Regions from separate parts of the Sus scrofa genome. Here region 1 is linked to region 2. The links are chromatin contacts, called in public HiChIP or PLAC-seq maps. All regions are on one chromosome and are shown on one strand. The core of a region is the stretch at or near the end of the contact, and the rest is flanking DNA. Distances in the headings are between cores, read along the strand shown. Region 1 overlaps LOC102157641. Region 2 overlaps IGF2R (insulin like growth factor 2 receptor).

What was found. HiChIP or PLAC-seq counts read pairs in DNA pulled down with a chosen protein or histone mark.
Region 1: a contact with region 2 is called in an H3K27ac HiChIP or PLAC-seq map of alveolar macrophages. The contact joins two enhancer-like sites. A contact is called at or near these places in 1 of 5 promoter capture datasets (liver) and 1 of 2 datasets of contacts at active chromatin or transcription factors (alveolar macrophages).

What each region holds. Positions count from the first base shown.
Region 1 is chr1:7,657,173-7,664,230 of Sscrofa11.1, reverse strand. LOC102157641 reads right to left here. Exons shown (of 5, transcript XM_013992444.2): 5 at 3,189-3,723. The coding sequence ends at 3,441. Among named protein-coding and RNA genes, the nearest start is that of WTAP, 9.1 kb to the right of the region's middle. Within about 2 kb of position 1,525, at least 23 of the 83 cell types and tissues checked have an H3K27ac peak or open chromatin away from gene starts, as enhancers often do. A contact at or near this core is called in alveolar macrophages, where this site is marked.
Region 2 is chr1:7,454,948-7,462,360 of Sscrofa11.1, reverse strand. The region is part of intron 1 of IGF2R (insulin like growth factor 2 receptor); the gene reads left to right. Among named protein-coding and RNA genes, the nearest start is that of IGF2R, 14 kb to the left of the region's middle. Within about 2 kb of position 2,215, at least 14 of the 83 cell types and tissues checked have an H3K27ac peak or open chromatin away from gene starts, as enhancers often do. A contact at or near this core is called in alveolar macrophages, where this site is marked.

The DNA.
Region 1 (7,058 bases), core at 276-2,775, 200 kb before region 2:
TTGACTGAAGTATAAGTGCTAAATCTCATACTATTTGGAGTTCCCGTCGTGGTTCAGTGGTTAACGAAACTGACTGGCATCCATGGGGACACGGGTTCGATCCTTGGCCTCACTCAGTGGGTAGGGATTTGGCGTGGCCGTGAGCTGTGGTGTAGGTTGTAGATGCGGCTCGGATCCCGCATTGCTGTGGCTCTGGCGTAGGCCAGTGGCAACAGCTCCGATTCGACCCCTAGCCTGGGAACCTCCATATGCTGCAAGTGTGGCCCTAGAAAAAGACAAAAAGGCCAAAAAAAAAAAAAAAAAAAAAAAAGAGTGGACTCTGAAATCAGCTTAACTTCATCCAAGTTGATTACCTCTTCTTTTTCTTTTCTTTAAAAAACGAAAGTACAGTTGATTTGCAATGCTATGTTAATCTCAGGTGTACAGCAAAGTGATTCAGTTACACACACACACACACACACACACACACACACACGTATGTACGTACTCTCAGATTCTTTTTCAGGTTCCTTTCCCTAATAGAAGATTATGAGACATTGAGTATAGTTCCCTGTGCTATGCAGTAGGTCCTTGCTGGTTACTTATTTTATAGATGGTAGGTGGTGTGCACATGTTAATCCCAAACTCCCAAATACCTCCACCCTCCCTTCCCCCTTTGATAGCCATCAATCTGTTTTATATGTCTGTGAGTGTATTCCTGTTTTGTAAATGAGTTCTTTTGTGTCTTTTTTTAGATTCCACACATAGGGAGGTGGTGTAACATTTGTCTTCCTCTGCCTGACTTACTCCACTCAGTAAAGTCATCTCTAGGTTCACGCACAAACGCCGCAAACGGCATCATCTCCTTCGTTACGGCTGAGTAGCGCATCATGGTACACGTATGCACCTCATCGTCTTGATCCGTTCATCGGTCTGCGGACACCGCCGTTGCCTCCGTGTCTCGGCTGTTGCAGCGAGCGCTTCGGTGAACATTGGGGTGCATCTATCTTTCCAAATGATGCTTTTCTCGGGATATATGCCCAGCAGTGGGATCACATGGCAACTCTATTTTTAGCTTCTCCAAGAGCTTCCATACCGGTTGCCAGAGTAGCTGCCCTCATTTACATTCCTACCAGCAGTGTCGGTAGGTTCCTTTCTCTCCCACTTGATTACCCCTTGTCAGCAGCGCTATGATTTGATCTCTGTGCCTCAGCTGTCCCATCTGTCAAACAGGACCAATACACGCCCTTACTTCCCCCGATGTCTGCTTGCGAGGATCATGAAACACCATGTACAAACGTCCAGCAAAATGTTAGCCATTGTTTCCCACTTGTCCTTCCGTCCATACCTTCCCCGGTGTCACTTTTCCTCCCCAGAAACCCAGCCAGACCTTGGGATCTCCCGACTGGGCGACACGTCTCACACACGCACTTCTCCCTCCCCAAGAGGGCGAAGCCCGCCTTTGAACTGGAACATTCTAGCTCATTTCATTGGGGCTTCCTCAGTCCCTTCTCTTGACTGCACACCCCCGCCTGCCTCCCCAGCTTGGGCCTGGGTTGTGGCTTAAGAACCCACAGTGCCTTGGCCTTGACCTAGGGCTTTGCAGCACAGTGTCTGCACTTGCTGCTTGTGGCTCATTACTAGGTGGTGTTCCTTCCCAGAACCCTATAAAGCAATTCCCGTTTTGCAATCTGTGAAAAAGCTGTACTAAATGACGGATTCCAGTGCCCAGGTCGTGAGGCAATCCAGGCCTGGCGTCTCTCCAGTTAACCACACCCAGGTTCACCGGGGTTTTGACGAGAAGCCAGAGCAGGAGTGGATGGCAGTGTTGGGACTGGCTGCTGGGTAAAGGTTTTCTGTCTCACTGGGCTGCCCCTGGCCTGGGTCTTTGGCTGTAAGAAGCAGGCTTTTTTGGGGGGGCATGCTTTGTCTGCACCTGTTGGTATTTCCAGACTGCCTGCCGAGGGGCCTGAGGTCCCCAGCCAGTGTGCCTTGCTGTGACGTCATGCCTGGGATTTGGGGTTGTGCTTAGTGAACCTAACATGGAAAGTCGAACTCTTCCAGCATTGTATTTTTTTTTAAATATTTTTTTGTTATAGTTGATTTACAATGTCCTATCAATTTCTGCTGTACAGCAAAGTGACCCAGTCATTCATATATATATGTGTGTACATACAGATATATACTCTTTTCCTCACATTCTCCTCCATTATGTTCCATCACAAGGGACTGGATACAGTTTCCTGTGCTGTACAGCAGAAATGCCAGGTTTCAGGGCTGTATTCCTTAAACCCAGTCTCCCTACAACTGAGCTCCCCTGCAGAGTTTGTGACTCATCTCTCTATCCCAAACTTTATTCCTTTGCTTGTCTCCTCTGACCGCGATTCTTTCTGTTCCCTCTAATCTCAATCCTGTGCTAAGTGAACACTAACCAACCAGAGTCGGAGGCCTGGGATAGCCGTGTTGACCACAATCATTAGTGGACTCAAGTTGCTGCTGTGGACACCATCAATGCATGAACTCAGGGAATTCCTGTCGTGGCTCAGTGGTTAACGAATCCGACCAGGAACCATGAGGTTGCGGGTTCGATCCCTGGCCTCGCTCAGTGGGTTAAGGATCTGGCGTTGCCGTGAGCTGTGGTGTAGGTTGCAGGCACGGCTCAGATCCCGCGTTGCTGTGGCTCTGGTGTAGGCTGGTGGCTACAGCTCCGATTCGACCCCTAGCCTGGGAACTTCCATATGCTATGGGAGCGGCCCAAGAAATGGCAAAAAAACCAAAACAAAACAAAAAAAAGGTACAAACTTGGGCTGTGTCTTCAGGGCAAGATGGGCTCACAGACCCCAGAGCCATGGGCTATCTGGCCAGAGAATGGTAAGCTGGACGCATCCTGACTGCCCAAACCACGATTAAGAATGCCTCAGAGGAATTCCTGTCATGGTGCAGTGGAAACGAATCCAACTAGGAACCGTGAGGTTGCAGGTTTGATCCCTGGCCTCGCTCAGTGGGTTAAGGATCTGGTGTTGCCGTGAGCTGTGGTGTAGGTTGCAGACGCAGCTCGGATCTGGCATTGCTGTGGCGGTGGCGTAGGCTGGCAGCTGTAGCTCTGATTAGACCCTTAGTCTGGGAACCTCCATATGCCGCGGGTGCAGCCCTAAAAGGACAAAAGACAAAAAGGAAAAAAGAAATGTCTCGGAAATGTCACAAGATGATGACGAATCCCAGTCTCTTTATTGTTCCCCTTGAAAACATCCCTAACTCAAGAGACAGTGGATCTGAGGCTTGTCTCCTACTCCCTCACCCTGGAAGTAAACTTACTTGGCTGCAGACACCTGTTATCAGAGCTTGGCGTTCTGCACTGCGGGCACACAAGCCCTCACTCAGTTATGTTAGAAAAGGGCTAGCTTGTTGTGCCCAAGATGGTTCTGGTGGGCAGCGGGGAACCAACTGGGAGGCTGTTTCGGTCATCCATGAGGAAAGATGAAGACCTGTACTGGGCTGGCAGCCACGGACACAGATGAGTGGGACAAAGGAAAACAGGAGGCGAATAAAGGCAGGAAGGGCAATGAAAATAAGTCTGCTATCGTTCTCACAGGTGTCTGTAGGCATCGATCCTGCACAGTCAATGTTCCAACTGCCGACAGTTCAATGGGCCTCTTTGGCGGGGGGCCAGGCATGTGGTTTCCAGATGGACTGTCTCCTGGGCTAGTGGGTCTGTAATTCGTGGGGAATGGAGAGACGTCTTTTCTAAAAATTAAAAAGAGGTTTCACCGAGTGTTTGTCCCAACAGAATTTACCTGTTGCTCCCATAGGTTAAACAAAGTTAGCAAGCATCAGAGCCAACAGAACAGTATTTTGAAAAGTTCTGAAAATAAGGTTCTCCAAGCCCCTTGTATTTTTAATGTACCTGGGTCTGGGTGTACAGCCTTATAATGTACCTAGATTTGTGTACCTATAAAGTTCGATTTTCTAGAAGTGAATAATGGAATTTAAAGATCTGCTTTATCACACCACTATACAATGAGGGCTGGAGTCATCCCATAATGTCCAAACAATAAAGCAAAATGCCACAGGAAGAACAGTTCTTTTGATGTGTGGCTTCAGTAAAGGAAACACAATTCACATCTGAACAATTTGAATATTCAACTCTGCACCTATTTTATAATATCCATATTTTGTCCTGAGAAAAACCTAGCTTTGTGGGTAACTTTCCGTTTTCTTTAACTTGTTTATCAGGTAAGTGCCCTCTTTTCCTGTAACTATTAGTCAACGTGCTTGGCCATGGCTCACAGGGATCCTGCTGGACAGTGGTTTCAAACACGAGGACTTTCCATTTTTACTTCACAAAAAGCCCAGCGACCAGCAATCCCTGGATTGGAAGCAGAACAGTGTTGTGCAGGATCCAGGGACTTTCCACCCTGCACTCTGCCTTCTCAGCAGGCTGCTTTCTGTTTTGCCACTTGATGCATCATGATCATAAGATGGTCACTGCACAGGCAAAGCAGCCCCGCCTCTCCCTTTTCTTCGGCTAAGACACAAGAAAAACAGGGGAGGAGGAAGCACTTTCTCCTCACTTCCATCACAGAGGAAAATCTTTCTCAGAGGCCCCAGGAGACCACCTCGGGTCCTGGCCAGAACGGGTCAACTGGCCACTTCTGTCTGCAAGAAGACTGGGCATGACGATGCCCTCCCGCCCCCTCGCTATGAATCAGGGGTTCTCATGGGGCATCCTGCCCATCCAGGAGTACTGGAAATACAGAGGGGGCCTTTGTGGTTGTCACACGAAAAGAGAGGTGCTCCAGGCATTTAGTGGGTTAATCTAGGGATGCTCAATGTTCCAAAATACACAGAACACTTTTACACACCAAAAAGATTTGTCTCACTCAAAACACCAACAGCACTCGTATTCAGAAACACTGGGGAGTTCCCGCTGTGCTGCCGCAGGATAGGGAGGGGCAGCACCTCTGCAGCCCTGGGACACAGGCTTGATCCCTGGCCTGGCACCGTGGGTTCAAGTACCCGGTGCTGCCACAGCTGCGCTGCAGGTCACAAACAAGGCTTGGATCGGATCCCTACCCGAGGACTCCACATGCCATGGGGAGGCCAAAAAAGAAAAAAAAAACAAAAAACAAAAAACAATCAGTGACTCTGGTCTCTGCGAAGACTGGGGTTCAATCCCTGGGCCGGCTCAGTGGGTTAAAGGATCCAGAGTTGCTGCAGGCAAAGGTTGTACGTAGTTCCAGGAACTTCCACAGGGCATGGGCTCGGCCAAAAAACAAAACCGAAGAACACTGCCTTGTACCAGCCATGATTCATCCCAGGAGCTGAAGACATTATGGCTCAAACACAATCAGGGGACCAGCAGCAAGAAGAGGAACACAGCTCCCGGCAGGGCAGCGCTGCCACAGACCCTGGTGGAAGCCGGAAGGAGGGCGGCACTGCCTAGTCACGCCGGCACAGCCAATCCTTTTCAGAAAGCTGTTATTTACCCTGAATGGAGATCAAGACAGGGAAATTATCTCCAATTATCCCTTTTATTTCTCCTAATGAAGGGATTTCCTAGTCACCGACAAGCCAAGAGCCAGTGAGTCTGAGCTCCCCACACCTCTATTATCTATCTCTGCTCCCTGCTCCCACCAAGGATTCAGAATACTTAGAACTCAACTGCACAGCCACCGTTTGGGCTGAAGACCCTGTATGTAACACAACAGTGCCAGGTACCTAGTATATATTTCTTGGGTATATGACAAATAATATTAAATCAAAGCAATACAAGAAAGCAAAGCCTGCAAGTGTTCAGCACTCTGTCCAAGGAGATGCAATGAAAGAACATTTCAGAACCAGTGCTAGGGCTCCCGCTGTGGCTCAGTGGGTTACCAACCCAACTAGTATCCAAGAGGATGTGGGCTCAATCCCTGCCCTCCATCAGTGGGCTGAGGGTCTGGCGTTGCCATGAACTGTGGTGTAGGTCGCAGATTCAGCTCAGATCCCAAGTTGCTGTGGCTATGGTACAGGCTGGCAGTGGCAGCTCCAATTTGACCCCTAGCATGGGAACGTCCATATGCCACGGGTGCAGCCCTAAAATTAAAAAAAAAAAAAAAGTACTAGTAAAAATTATGATAGAAATCTAATTATATATGTTTCTTACATTTTTAGAGTACCAGTGGAGTTTCTTGGTGTCTGCAAAAATGATGAAGACTAAACATTATTAGCTTTAATTGTGGTTAGGAAATTTAAGTGTTAATTAAATCTGAAAGATTAGACATATTGTGTGGGCATACTGCACTGCTGCTCACAGAAAAAGTTTGTAAGCCAGTATAGAAGCCAGTAGCTTAGAAAGAGAAAATTAGTCCAGAGAGCCTGGTTTAGCTTCTGTACATGTAAAACCAGGAATCTCCATATTTGACACACCATAAGCTAAATAAATTAATGTCCCTGGGAGTTCCCTGGTGGCTCAGTGGGCTAAGGACCCGGCATTGTCACTGCAGCAGCCTAGGTCGCTGCTGTAGCTCAGGTTCAGTCTCTGGTCCAGGAACTTCCACATGCTGAGGGTGCAGCCAAAAAAACACAAAGTCGCTGATGCTAACCGCCAATGAGGAATGGAGGGAGGTTGTCCCACTATTTCAGATTCTAAATGGGACTGTTTGGTTCCGGTGGTGACCACTAGATGGCTCCACTACACAAGTGTGTTCTCACAGCTAGGTACCTTATGGAGCCGAATTTCTGTGCCACAGGAATGCTCCCTTTTCACAGCAGTGTGTCATCTAAAGGTTTTAAAGGCCATTAATAACCCTTGCCTGGATCAATTATTTGTTTAGGACTTGCACGACAGTTATTTTCTAATTACATCATTTGGTCTATAGGATTTTTTTTTTTTTTTTTCTTTTTGCCATTTCTTGGGCTGCTCCCATGGCATATGGAGGTTCTCAGGCTAGGAGTCAAATCGGAGCTGTAGCCGCCGGCCTACACCACAGACACAACAACGCGGGATCCGAGCTGCGTCTGCAACCTACACCACAGCTGATGGCAATCCTTAATCCGGACCCTTAACCCACTGAGCAAGACCAGGGATCGAACCCGCA
Region 2 (7,413 bases), core at 966-3,465:
AAACAAAAATGCGGTGTAGCAGGGGGAGGGCAGGCCGGTCCTTTGTGGGAGGTTTGGGTGCTAAGAGTTCCGGCCTTGCAGTGCAGCGAAAGCTCTTGAGGAAGTGTCCTGTGTCCTTTCCCACAATTTCAAATTCATCCGTTCTGGTGGCAGCTGGTAGCTACATGGTGCGGGCTGGGTGGACCTGGGTGCCTGTCCTGAGAGACCCCAGAGGCAGCTGGTGTGTGTGTGTCCCCAGCCCTCTGGTCTCTATCTTTGGCTCCATCAGCTCCATGGAGGTGGTCCCCAGACCAGGCAGCGTGTCCCACAACAGTGCCTCAGGAAGGTTTTAGCAAGCCAGCTCCTCTTTTCTGTAAGCTCGGTTTTTAAGCAGTCCTTCTGTTGGCCCCGATGAGCGCTTAGAGGGTTGTCTCTCAAAAGCTCTCTGCTCCAGGCCCTGGTGTAGCCTGGGGAGGCAGGGCTCAGAGATGAAGTGTGTCCAGAGCCGGTCAGGGCAGGCAGGATTCGGGCTCACGTCTGTGGGCACCTTTCAGGGGATACTCCCCGCCCCATTTCCCACGACCCCGCCGGTCACTCATGATGCTGGTTTTAAAAGCATCCCAGCCGACCCCCTGGCGCCTCGGCGTATCATGCGGACTTAAAGCCTTGCTTCCAGACAGCTGGCTTCCTGCTACCAGGGAAAGCCAGAGACGAATATCTGGCATTTCCTTGCTTTTTTTTTTTTTTTTTTTTTTTTTGCTGGCCCCATATCTTTATCCACAGCTTTGTGGGTTTGTTAGAATAGGAAGTGAAGTACTTCCTATACAAGCTTTGGCCATGCTGTGTCTAACGCGTGTCCCCCGACCTTAAGAGCAGGGTGCAGGTTTATCACGCCAAATCAGATTTTTTCTCTTTTGGGGTCAGCAGGAGAACATTATCGACAACAGTGGTTCCGTTATGCTCTTGACATTTCTGCTGCAAGTGTCCGTTTTGGAAACCCGGCCTCTTTCCACGGCCTCCTCCTCCCCTGCCTGTTCCCACCCTCCCCCCACTCTCCTCTTCCTATTTTAGGAGACTCTTCCAGATTTTCGAAGGTTGGTGGTCTGGAGGTATGAGCTGAGAAACTATCTGGTAATGATAAGGGGCAGTAATGAGCCAAATGTTCCCTGAAGATTCTCTCAGCTCTCGGAGGACTGGGATGCAGGCCAAAAAGCAGAGAAATCTTTTTTGATGTTCAGGTTGGAAAGACTTCGCATTCCCCTCGTCCCCAAAGTTTCGTGTTTGCTGCCCACTCTTTCTTTCTTTATTTCTTTGGGCCATACCAGAGGCCTATGGAGCTTCCCAGGCTAGGGGTCGAATCGAACCAGAGCTGCAGCTCCCGGCCTACACCACAGCCACAGCAACCCTGGATCCTTAACCCACTGAGCAGGGCCAGGGATCGCACCTGCATCCTCATGGATGCTAGTGAAATTCGTTAACCGCTGAGGCAGGACAGGAGTGCCTGCTGCTCACCCTGGATTCAGAAAAATATTCCTCAGCCAGTGACCATGCTCTGTGAATTTAGTTTGTATAGCACCAACTTATTTATTTATTTTTTAAGGAAGCCAAATTATAGTTTCATGCACACGTATTACATTTGTTGCTGATTTCGTTGTACCTCTCTCCAGCTTTATATTCTGATGATGGTAGGCCAGTGATAAAATGTTTAATAGCCACATGATCATTTTCCCGAAACCCCACGACCCAGAGGGAGTGAGAGAAGTAGGATATATTTCAGAAGAGTGTGGCCGAAGGTGAGAAGGAGGGCAGACTGAAAGTGCACGGAGCAGTTTTGTGCTGGAGGGAAGGGTCTCAGTTTTCTAAGGGTTTTGGTTTTTTTGCCTTAACGGGTGGGGCATACGACATGCTTTGTCATTGAACTCTGTGTACTTGGGTTTAGATGTTCACTTTTGAAACATCTGAAAGAGCCCCAAATTACATTTTGCAGACATTCAGGGATGATGTGTGTAAAAGCCCGAGGGGGGTGGCGGAAGACACCCGTGTTGGAGGGTTGGGAGTGATTATCCGCTTGTAGCCCTCGGGCCTTTTCTGGTGACTTCTCTCTTTTGGACAGGCGTTTGTCAGTGGGGGTGGCTCTGTGTTTCTCTTCAGGAAGCTCTCTGAACTCTAGGCAGTGGTGCCGGCCCATTACATCTGCTCCTTCCTTGCTGCCCCTGGGTTGGTCGGTGTGGACCGCGGTGGGTTGGCCACGTGGCCTTGGCCGAGCGGTCTGGGAACGTGGAAGCGCTTTGCCGTCTCTGGGCTGCTTGACAGTACGCTGCTTGTGTGTGCTTTCCTCTGATTGGTGATCTGCCAACACCTTTTGGGATATGATGAAATGTAAACCAGATGAGGCAAAAATGGAACCTCTGTGCCGCGGAGCAGATGCACGCTGCCCGCCGAAGTCCAGTGTAGCTTTGGCAGAGGCTGTGGGATTAGAGTCGGGCAGGTGGTCTCGAGCCCGTGGGCTCAGCCCGTGTGGTGAGATGAATTGTCCACATCCAGGGCATATTCCAGCCGTAGCATTCCCTCTAAAGTCCAAGACCTCTTCAAGTCCTTTGCCCCGTATGTGACTTCTGTCCTGTCACCGTTCCCTGCTGGCTCTGATGGCTCGATTGCAGGATGTTTCTCAGTTACCGATGACACTTACTTTGGACTCTTGGTCGAGGTTTTTGGGGAGTAGCTTTTTGCTGAGCTCAGTAGTCATTTTAAAGGAGGGGGTGAGTCTAGGTGCGGAAAGCAAAATAGATGTGTTCCTTCCGAGGGGACTCCTCCACCAGCCTGGCTTGAAAGTGAGGCAGTTTCAGCCGGTGGGAAGAAGGGGGCTGAGGGAGCTGACATTCTTTCTGGGGAGACCGGCTGGGTGAGGGAAGAGAGGTTGCAGAAGGCAGGGCCTCGTGTTTGGCAACTGGGGCTGTGCAGAAGAGAAACTGGAGGGGGAGGGGTGGTGGTGGTAAATGGCAACAGAAGTTGAAAACTTGGGGAAGAACTTGAACTCAGAAAAGGGCCTGCTCAGCATGACGCGGCATGTCACACCTTCTCCCCAGGGGCTTGCTCAGATGCATGCCCTCTGGAAATTTACTTGCCATCCGGGATCTGTCACTTTAGGGGCATCTGTTGTGATAAGATGTAAACTCTCAAGTCCGGGGAATGGTTTTCCAGCTTCAGAGTTCTAGCTGGAACTAAATATTTTCTGAAAAGTTAAAAAAAAAAAAAAAAAAAAAAAGAACAAAAAAACCCAAACCACCACAAATAAAGGTGGCTCTTTACCTCAGTGTAAACACCTGCCCTTGGCCTCAGACGGACCTGGACTCATGCCTGGCCTGTCATTTTCCTGGTTGGGTGACACTGAGCACAGGGCCTTGCCGTCTTTGACTCCGAAGCAGAGGAATTTGAGAGAGTTGAGTAACGGTGTGAGGTGCTTGCTTAGCAGACGTCGAGTGGTGCTGGGTTCTTAGTCCACCGGCTGTTTACCTCTCAACCTGCCAGCATGTATGGATTCTGTCCATGTGTCTGTCACTACGTAGTAGTTCTGGGAGGGAGGACGCCTCTGCCCAGAGCCGCCGTGCAGTTGAGGAGACCAGGCACCCAAGAAGATCTAGCCTTGGGTGGTGAGAAAGGCCAGCAGGGCTGGCAATCAGAGCAGAGGACGCAGCGGGGACCAGCCCACCGGGGTCTGGGCCACCCCTCGCGTACGTGTATACCTCGAACCGCCAGGCGCGCTCTGAAATGAACGGGGAGGGGAACGTTGGCTAACTACACTGTCTTCTCTGGAAAATGAGGTAGGATGGCAAGGATTTTGCTTGCTTTTGCTGATTTTCTTTTTCTTTTCTTTTTTTGTCTTGTCTTTTTTAGGGCCACAACTGCGGCATATGGAGGTTCCCAGGCTAGGGGTCTAATTGGAGCTAAAGCTGCCGGCCTGCACCACAGCCACAGCATCGCCAGATCGGAGTCGCGTCTGAGATCCCTACACCACAGCTCAGGGCTATGCTGGCTCCTTAACCCACTGAGCAAGGCCAGGGGTCGAACCCGCAACCTCAAGGTTCCTAGTCGGATTCGTTGCCGCTGTGCCACGACGGGCAACTCCTTGCTGATTTTCAAAGCCAGGGATCTCGCACCGATGGTGTTGTGTCCAGAAGAGCATTTCTAAGTGGGGTTTGTCTGTCTCCTGGGAGGATAGGAACTGAAATTTGCAAGACCGGGAAGTGGGCGGGGCTTCAGGTGAGTCGCCCCTGGACCACTGGCTTCCTCCGCCTTCCTCCCTTTCCGGGCGCCTTCCTGCTCCTTTCTCTGCCTTCCTCCGCCTTTCTGCTTCTCCTGCTCCACCTCCTTGCGGGGGTCTCTGACCGCAGATGAGATGGAGGGTGGCGTAGGACCAAGGCACCTCTTCGAGGCCTTGAGCAGATACGCCTGTCACAGTTCCAGGAAAATGCCCACAGGGCTTTCATACCTATCCTGCTGCAAGAGATGTTTGTAGAGTAGATAGATTTCACACGTGTGTGTGAGAGAGTGAAGACTGCATTTCTACACAACTTGCAGATATTTTCTTCCACGCTCTGTTTCCTGCTAAAAGTTTAAAATTTTATTACTATAGCTTAGTTTCTCTTTGGTCTAATATGTTGGTCTCATTTTTTCCTCTTGGATAAGCCCAGAAAGCTTAGTCTAGAATACAGACTTTTCAGTGAATCTCAGCTAACTGGTCTCAGTTGCTTGGGTCTTAAATAAACCATACTGTTGGGTTTCCATTTTGGCTGTACATGTTTGCTTCGTGTAGAGAACTTTCTAGTGGACAACTTTTAGACAAAGAATTGTTTTTCCTCAAAGATATCATTACTTTTTTTTTTTTTTTTTTAGTCTATATACTTTTATTGTTTCTGAAGCCATTGCCTGGTTCTAGAATATGATCTTGGTACTTTTATTTTTATTGATTTTTTTTTTTTTTATGTTTAGTTTTTTTTTTTTTTTTGTCTTTTTAGGGCCACACCAGCAACATATGGAGGTCCCCAGGCTAGGGGTCTAGTTGGAACTGCTGTAGCTGCTGACCAAGGCCACAGCCACAGCAAGGCTGGATCCGAGCCTCGTCTGCAACCTCCACCACAGCTCAGGGCAATGCCAGGTCCTTAACCCACTGAGCGAGGCCAGGGATTGAACCTGCGTCCTCATGGATGCTAGTCAGATTCATTTATGCTAGGCCACGAGGGGAACTCCCAGGTTTTTTTTTTTTTTTTTTTTTTTTTTCCTTCCATTTTTGGCCACTCTGTGGCACACAGAGCTCCTGGGCCAGGGACCAGATCTGAGCTGCAGGTAGTTTCAAATGTAATTTTCTTAAAAAGTCCTATCAGGTATTTAGATGATTTTCAAGTTTAATGAAATCTTCTTTAAGAAAATTGTCTAGATGATAATTTCATCTAACTAGGGTGTATAACAGGATACTCAAGAGTTTTTGGATTACGCTGCATGAGGTTTCAGATAAATTATTTCACCCAGTTGCCTATTCCTGCTCCTAGTGATGTATGGCGCTAGGCATCTTTGCCTGTTTTCAAGGAGACATGTTCTCTGGAATCTAAGTATTTCAAGATCTGATGGCCTGCAGATGCCATCCCTTCGTTTTTAAGGGAGGTGACTTAAGGACCCAGGTGCTGCAGTTTGGGCTTGTGCGTCGAGTTCACAGTGCTGCCCTGTGGTGAGGGGTTAAATAACCCTCTAAAGCAATCCAGCCCTCAGGCCCTGGCAGGCACGGGGTGCTCCCTGCTTCTTCCCATAACCACGTATCACTTTGCTAAATCTTGACAGAATGCAAAATACAAATAGAGAAAAGAAATAGAATTGAATAGCGCAGCATCTTCTAGGAACCCCAGTTTCCGGAAAATTAGGACCACAACCCCCATCTTACCTTTTTCCATCTCTTCTGCTCTGTAGATGCACTCTCTTCACATCTATCTTATTTATTTTATTTTATTTTATTTTTTGTCTTTTTTGCCATTTTTTGAGCCGCTCCTGCGGCATATGGAGGTTCCTAGGCTAGGGGTCTAATCAGAGCCGTAGCCATCGGCCTACTCCAGAGCCATAGCAATTCGGGATCTGAGCCGTGACTGCGACCTACACTGCAGTACAATGCTGGATCCTTAACCCACTAAGCAAGGCCAGGGATCGAACCCGCAACCTCATGGTTCCTAGTCGGATTCGTTAACCGATGAGCCACAACGGGAACTCCACATCTGTCTTATTTCAGTAGCACCTTTGGAAAAGACAGCAGTGGGCTTCTGCTTTTAAGAAAAGCCTAGCCGGGTCAGGACTCAGTGCCATCGCTGCTGTGGCTCAGGTTCAGTCCCTGGCCTGGGAACTTCTGCATGCCTCAGGCTTGGCCAAAAAAACCCAAAAACCAACCAAACCAAAAGGCCTAGCATTTTCAGTAACTTTCTTTAGACTTGACTCCTTCCAGTTCACTCATTCTAAATACTTTCCCACACCTCTCTCTCTAAGTGTCCTTAGGATCGTGGAACACTTTAATGATGCCATTACTTGAAATTTAATGTCTAGCATCCCAGAGCAACGTAGGGGTCCTGAGTAAAAGAGTTATGATTTCCCTTAATCAACTGTAATCAACAGAAACGTTCATTAATACCCTGCAAATAGAACCACTGGCTTGGAATTTTAAGGAAAGCTCCGTAGCATCTTTGAGTGGCCTTTCTTTGCTTCGAGTACAAAATCGGAACTGTTCCTTTGCTCTGCGCGACTGCATGTCCTCATCTCCTTGAACCCATCTCGTACTGGTCTCCATCCGCCTCGCTCCAGCCCCAGCCCCACCCTTCTCTGCCAGCCACGCACGTGTACTCCCGCCTCAGGACCTCGCGCTGACGTCAGTCTGCTGGCATATGCTTCCCCCCATGCCTGCCTGCGTTGCTCTTTTTGTCATTCGAGTCTCAGGGTGAGAGTGCTCTCAGAAGACTTCCCGCAGGAAGGACTTGCTCATTTCCTAGCACAGTCGATGTTGTTTTATGTCCGTGCATGCCTGTCTTAGGAGGCGGACCTTTCCCGTTGTTTGTTTACCTGTTTATTGTCTGTCCTCCCCTGGAGGACACACACCGGAAGGGTGGGGTTTTGTTTTTTTGTGTTTTGTTTTTTCTTGTTTGATCTCTGTCCGATCATTGCTCTCCTCCTCAGTAGGTACTTAGGAAATATTTGGGAAGCAAAGGAATAAAGAGGAGTGTTTGTCAGAAGACATTGGCCTTGATGGATGCCTTCTCGAGCCTGGTATTACTTGGTCATTTTCTCGGGCGTGTAAGTCTCCCGACTCTGGGAGCGAGCGCTCAGGTGTTAAGAAGTTGAGTGGTAGCTGGTGTCACCCTAAGATCAGGCTCTTGACAAGCGCACCAGCCTGTTTGTCGGTTTCCA